Linked DNA regions of Danio rerio: region 2 is linked to region 1. A link is a contact called in public HiCAR-type data. All regions are on one chromosome and are shown on one strand. Each heading gives the region's core, a stretch centred on a gene start, on an enhancer-like site or on the middle of the called end of the contact. The rest is flanking DNA. Distances are from core to core; before and after follow the strand shown. Region 1 holds the start of dync2h1 (dynein cytoplasmic 2 heavy chain 1). Region 2 holds the start of fzd4 (frizzled class receptor 4).

Region 1 (3,532 bases), core at 329-2,828:
CAGACAGACAGACAGACAGACAGATAGATAGATAGATAGATAGATAGATAGATGGACGGACAGATGGGACAGATGGATGGATGGATGGATGGATGGATGGATGAATGGATGGATGGCCGGACGGACGGGATAGATAGATAGATAGATAGATAGATAGATAGATAGATAGATAGATAGATAGATAGATAGATAGATAGATAGATAGATAGATAGATAAAGAGAGAGAGAGAGAGAGAGAGAGAGAGAGAGAGAGATAGAGAGAGAGAGACAGAAAGATCGACGGACAGACGAACGGACGGACAGACAGACAGACAGACAGACAGACGAATGGATGGATGGATGGATGGATGGATGGATGGATGGATGGATGGATGGATGGACGGACGGATGGGATAGATGGATGGATGGATGGATGGATGGATGGATGGATGGATGGATGGATGGATGGCCGGACGGACGGACGGACGGACGGACGGGATAGATAGATAGATAGATAGATAGATAGATAGATAGATAGATAGATAGATAGATAGATAGATAGATAGATGGATGGATGGATGGATGGATGGATGGATGGATGGATGGAATGGAATGGATGGATAGACAGACAGACGGACGGACGGACGGACGGATGGACATACGGGCAGACGGACAGATAGATAAATGGACGGACGAGCAGGATAGATAGAAAGGTAGGTAGGTAGGCAGGTAGGTAGACAGACAGACAGATAAATAGACACAGACGAACAGATAGATAGATAGATAGATAGATAGATAGATAGATAGATAGATAGATAGAGAGAGAGAGAGAGAGAGAGAGAGAGAGAGAGAGAAAAACAGACACAGACGGACAGATCATGTGCGGATCTGCGCGTCACTGTTGAGCACCCAATGGGTCAGAACATTGTATCCTTAGGGCAGTGGTGTGTATCAGGATGTTAATGCACCAACACAAAGCAAGACTGTTGACAGAGTGGTTTGATGAATATGAAAGTGAAGTTAAACATCTTCCATGGCCTGCACAATCACCAGACCTGAATGTTATTGAGCACTTTGAGGTGTTTTGGAGGAGTCAGGAAAGGGTTTCCTCCACCGGCATCACGCAGTGACCTGGCCACTATTCTGCAACAAGAATGGCTCAAAATCCCTCTGGCCACTGTGCAGGACTTATCGATCATTCCAAGATGAACTGATGCTGTATTGGCCACAAAAGGAGGCCCTACACCAGGGGTGTCCACACTCGGTCCTGGAGGGCCGGTGTCCTGGAGAGTTTAACTCCAACCATAATCAAACACACCTGAACTAGCCAATCAAGCTCTTACTAGGTATACTAGAAACTTCCAGGCAGGTGTGTTGAAGCAAGTTGGCCCTCCAGCACCGACTACTAATAGTACACCATACTAATAAATTATTGTGGTCTAAAACCTGGCGTTTCATTTTCATTGTCCAGCCTCTGTATGCTAGTCATGCATACAAGCAAAAACACAGAAAGCTTTTTAAAGATTTTGTACGCTCGTTTCTGTACGTACGCGCTCGTTATTCACGACACATTTTACGTCACGACGTAGCCGTAGTTGCTTTGGCAACCGCGCCAGCTTCACCGCTAATGCGCCACAACATTCATTTCTTCAGCACATCCACCATCCAAATGCCTTGAATTAGATGTTGATGATTATTTTGAAACCGAGCACCAAGCCTGCTTTCCATAAACCCTTTCGTTCAGGGTAACGGATTATTAGTTTTATTTTGCAGGAGTAAATTCTCTTGAGAAGGATGGCTGTTAGCGTGACTGTTAGCCTAGCGTGCTAATCCTCCAGCAGAACTGCACAAACTCTCAACATCCGACTTCTGCACACCGTAAGAGACTGTTATTTCTTCATTTATAATATCTCATGATATTTTCCAGCAGACATATTTATACATTCTAGTGTTATATGAGTAGTCATAGCGCATTTTCTTGTCGTTTGTTGTGTGAACAGGAATTACACTGCACTAAACCTAATGACGTTTTATTATCAGTCAGTTTGTTACAAAAATGCACGTAAACTAGACTGACAAACCATTTTAAACGCATATAGCCGATATTAGAATTGATATAGTTTGCATGAAATAGTAATACTAACTTTTAAGATCCTAAAAGCTTTGCAATGTGACATTTTGTTCTAAACTTTAGTAAGATAAATGTTTATCATTTGAGAAATGATATCACTTGGATATAATTCAATTCATCTTTATTTCTATAGCGCTTTTACAATGTAGATTGTGTCAAAGCAGCTTAATATAGAAGTTCTATAACTCAATAACAAGTATACATCATATAACTTGATAATATGAAATAGGGCTGCACAATATTGGCAATAACTGTCATTGCAATATTTAGTTTTTCTGTGATTTATGTTGCGATATGAATATAATTTCAAAATCAAAAGATGACTAATTGTAATTGATTTAAATTAGCACTGCAAAAGTCTTTACTGTATAATTCATTCCATAAAAGTATTCTTTATTAATAAATAATATATGTTTCTGATTACTTTGAACTCTGTCAGACCTTAAAAACAAGTGCAAATGATAACCATTCACTCGATTATGGTTAAACTCTCTAACAACTTTACAATTCTCATGTTTTTCTGAACTGTTTCTCCTGGTCAAATTTAATCATAACTGAACATTGCATATACGGCTATGTGACTATTGTGCATGTCCACATTGTGATATTGTTGCTGTAGCAATATATTGTGCAGCCCAAAAAAAAAAATAAAATAAAAAAATAAATAAATAAATAAATAAAAAAAATATATATATATATAATTGTTATTAAATAAATAAGTAAATGCCTAAACATTCTTCCTTTTGTTTGGTGAAAACAGAAAGTTAGTTCACGCTAAAGTTTCACATATGTATTAACATTTTTTTTTCTTCATTGTGGAAATATACACATATAATATAAATATAATATAAATTTTTGTTGTTTGTGTAACAGGAGTGCAAGTAGTAAACTGCATTAAACCAAATGACGTTTTATCTGTCAGTTATTAAAACTATTATGTTTGAAATGTGTTGAAGAAATCTTCTCTCTGTTAAACATAAATTAGGGAAAAAATAAATAGGGTGTCAAATAATTTAGGGGGGCTAATAATTCTGACTTCATCTGTGTACATATATATTTCTATATATATATATATATATATATATATATATATATATATATATATATATATATATATATATATATATATATATAATTGTAATTAAATAAATGAGTAAATACTGAAACATTCTTCCTTGTCTTTATTTACACATTATTTACACAAATTTTCAAATATTTATTAATTATTTTGTTTCTTTATTGGAGCAATTATATAAATGTTGAAAAACATATATAAGGATCCTCCACATTTTGCTTATGAACACAAAATCACATAATTTCATCGGGAGAAAATGTAAAGGCTGACTGGTTCGTTTTAATTTCTTTCAGTTTTGTATCCCTTGTATTTCCTCATAAGAGATTTCCGTAGTTAATGCAGATGAT
Region 2 (3,380 bases), core at 466-2,965, 140 kb before region 1:
TTCAAAATATCTTCTTTTGTGTTCAACAGAAGAAAGAAACTCATAGAGATTTGGAACAACTTGAGGGAGACCAAATAGTAAAATATTTAACTTTTTTTGGGTGAACTATCCCTTTAAGGATTTCCTTGCACGAGTAGTTTCCTATTCCGTCGTGCACTAAAAACACATTTATACACCAGCATGACATTTTAAAGATCTAAGAACAGAAGTGCTCTCCCTTTAAGATGTTTGTGGTATCTAAAGCTGCTTTAATCACGAGATTCTCCAGCAAACAAACATGGGAATCCTAGTGGGAGGTTTTGTCTCTGCTGAATCAATAAAACAACAACTGCCTCTGTCTTCAGTGCTCACACACACACACATACATACACACACATACACACGCACTTATGATGAGGACATCATACTGTCTTCAGAATAATCAACTTAGAATTATACCTAACGTGTGTTCGCAGTAAGTTTTTGATATATTTAGAATTAAGTTCAAATATATTAAGCATGTTTATGAACACTTTGGTTAAAATATTATGTCTTGCATGCTTATGAAGAATTTTTACCAATGTAGGAAGATAGATGTATGTTTTTAGAGGTTTTCTTTAGCATTTATTAAGGACAATTACTGAAATTTGATCATCACAAGTATAATGAGACAAACACTGTAAGGCAGAGTATAGTGTGTGTGCGTGAGTGTGGATTCTATACTCCTGCTGTGCGCACAGATTAGGTTCCTATTTATCCAAACTACTGTACTATAAGTAAGTACTTTATTGGCACAGTGATTTAAATATTTTTTTTTTAATATTACTATAACTTTAATAAGATTTGCACATCACAAATACTTCATAAAAATAAATCTACAATGTTCATCATAACAATAAGACATAAAATAAAATTAAACACATTTTTGCAACTTTGTCATTTTATTTAAGGGTAAATATAGTATAAACAATTATTACTATTATAAATCATTTTTCTACACTCTTTCTATGACCATTATACAATTAATACTGATAATAACAACAAAAATGATTACGAATAATAATAATACTACTAGTATTTTATCTTATTTGTTACTTTTTTACATAATTATGATGATTTATAATACTTTTAGAAGTGTTGCTTCATTATGAAGCCAAGATTTGAAAGCTGAGTGCAGTACTTCTGTGTGATGTGTGTGTGTAGGGTCTGGTTACAGTGTGTGTGTGTGTGTGTGTTGTAATCTCTCACCTTCAGCTGGCTCGAGCAGCCGTACTGTATGAGGGGTGTAAATGTGGTCAGTTGCAGCTCGGCGTCGGATTGTAGCACGTTTCCCACCAGATTCGGCATCTTGGTCACATTGTAGCCTAAATCCTGACACATGGAGATGCGGATCGGGTCGCAGGTCATCTCCTCCTCGTCCCCGAACGGGTGCGCGAGCCCGAACACGAGCACCAGTAGCGCAAACCCGAACTCAAACCGAGCCATAGCGACACAATCCGATTGATAAAAAGTCCGAGCAAATCACGGGAGCGTTAAAATTCCAGCCTACCGGAGTTCAAACGCGCCTATAGACAAAAAAACTTTCTCACAATCCCGTGCCAGAGCGAGCCAATCCGTTTAAAGTGCGAAACGGCACCGTGTCCCGTTAGTCCCGTTCCGGAGTAAACCGTACAGCGCTGTCTACTACGGGTATCAGTCGTTTTGAAGCTCGTCCGTGTGTCCGTGGCGCAGTCGCGCGGGTTCTGCCCGGTTGAGGTCTAGACGGAGACGGGACAGCTGCCCCAGGACCAGCGTCAGCCAATCACAGCCGCGCATCAAAGACAGGGGCGGGGCTTAGCGTGGCCACAATAACACCGCACAATAAAACAGATAAAGTGAGAGAGTTGTAAGTTTAGGTTGACTAGCCTGCACACCTTGTTGGTAAAATGTATATAGATAGTTAAAAACAACTCCATATTGGTTTAATTTTTGATTTACATTCTTCATTGTTTCTTGAATGTTTACAAATTATTGCTTATTAACCCAGTAATAACTGATTACAGTCAATAGAACTATAGTCTCTATTGTCTGTCTGCCATGTTACATGGTTTGTACTTATTAATACTAAAATTAATCTCTAAATGTAGTAGTAGTAGTAGTAGTAAACAAACCCATAATGACACTGATTAAAATAATATATGCATGTCATTTTATATATATATATATATATATATATATATATATATATATATATATATATATATATATATATATATATATATATATATATATATATTTCAAATGTTCTAAGGTTCAAATGGGTTGCTGCATAAAAAACATGTGCTGGATAAGTTGGCAGTTCATTCCGCTGTGTGGGGATGAAGCTGAAAAGAGAATGAATATATATATATATATATATATATATATATATATATATATATATATATATATATATATATATATATATATATATATATATATATATATATTATTATATTATTATTATTATTAGGCATGGGCCTAATAATTTTATCTATAACCTTAGATAAAAATATTACTGTTTCGCAGTATTGTGGTTACTGATCTAAAATATATTCTTTTTAAATGTCTGGGTAAAAACAAAAACTTTTTTCTTTGAACACAATATATTTTATTTTGAGAAACATTTATAATATTTTGGAGCAGTGGAAAAAAAAAAAAAAAAAAAAAAAAAAATATATATATATATATATATATATATATATATATATATATATATATATATATGTATATATATATATATATATATATATATTATTTATTTTTTTTTTTTTCAAAATTCAAATAAATCATTGCCTTCTCCTGTCTTCGTTAGTTTTAAAAACATTTTTTTACTATTAAAAACGGCATCTTTGGATATATTTAGCAAAAAAAAAACTTAAAGAACGTAAATAAAAAATCGTACACATACCTTAGGAATGGTATAGCAGAAATTTTTTAGCAGAAAAAATATATTAGGCATGGGCCGGTATAAGATTCTGATATAAAAACCTTGCACAAAAATATCAGTTTTTCACAGTATGACGGTATTGTGATGGTCTATATTTAAATGTCTGTGTAAAAAACAACAAGTTGTTTCCCATTGAACACAATATATTTTATTTAAAAAAAAAACATTTCAGATATTTTAAAGCAGTAAACATGTTTCAACAGTAAACATGGCTGAATAATTAAAATAAACAATAGACATCTGCTATCTTCATGAGTTTAAATAACTATTTGACAAGGTGTTTTTCAAATAAGCCACTGCACTGTTCAAGTCCATAACATGTTTGTATGTTGGTTTATTAGCGATTTGTTTTTACTTGTTTGCCGAATAGTGGGCTAAACAGCTTTTGATGTGGAGGTTCCTTTTCAGCTGGTGATACTGTTTCCATAAAAAT

The links. HiCAR-type assays count read pairs that join an accessible place to other places.
Region 2: a contact with region 1 is called in a HiCAR-type map of caudal fin, with 6 times the contacts expected there. The contact joins the promoter of fzd4 here to the promoter of dync2h1 in region 1. A contact is called at or near these places in 1 of 18 Hi-C or Micro-C datasets (caudal fin) and 3 of 4 datasets of contacts at active chromatin or transcription factors (caudal fin, embryo and gastrula embryo).

The regions. Positions count from the first base shown.
Region 1 is chr15:47,926,649-47,930,180 of GRCz12tu, reverse strand. dync2h1 (dynein cytoplasmic 2 heavy chain 1) reads left to right here and starts at 1,578. Exons shown (of 90, transcript NM_001423300.1): 1 at 1,578-1,857.
Region 2 is chr15:48,064,589-48,067,968 of GRCz12tu, reverse strand. fzd4 (frizzled class receptor 4) reads right to left here and starts at 1,715. Exons shown (of 2, transcript NM_001305469.1): 1 at 1,228-1,715. The coding sequence starts at 1,464.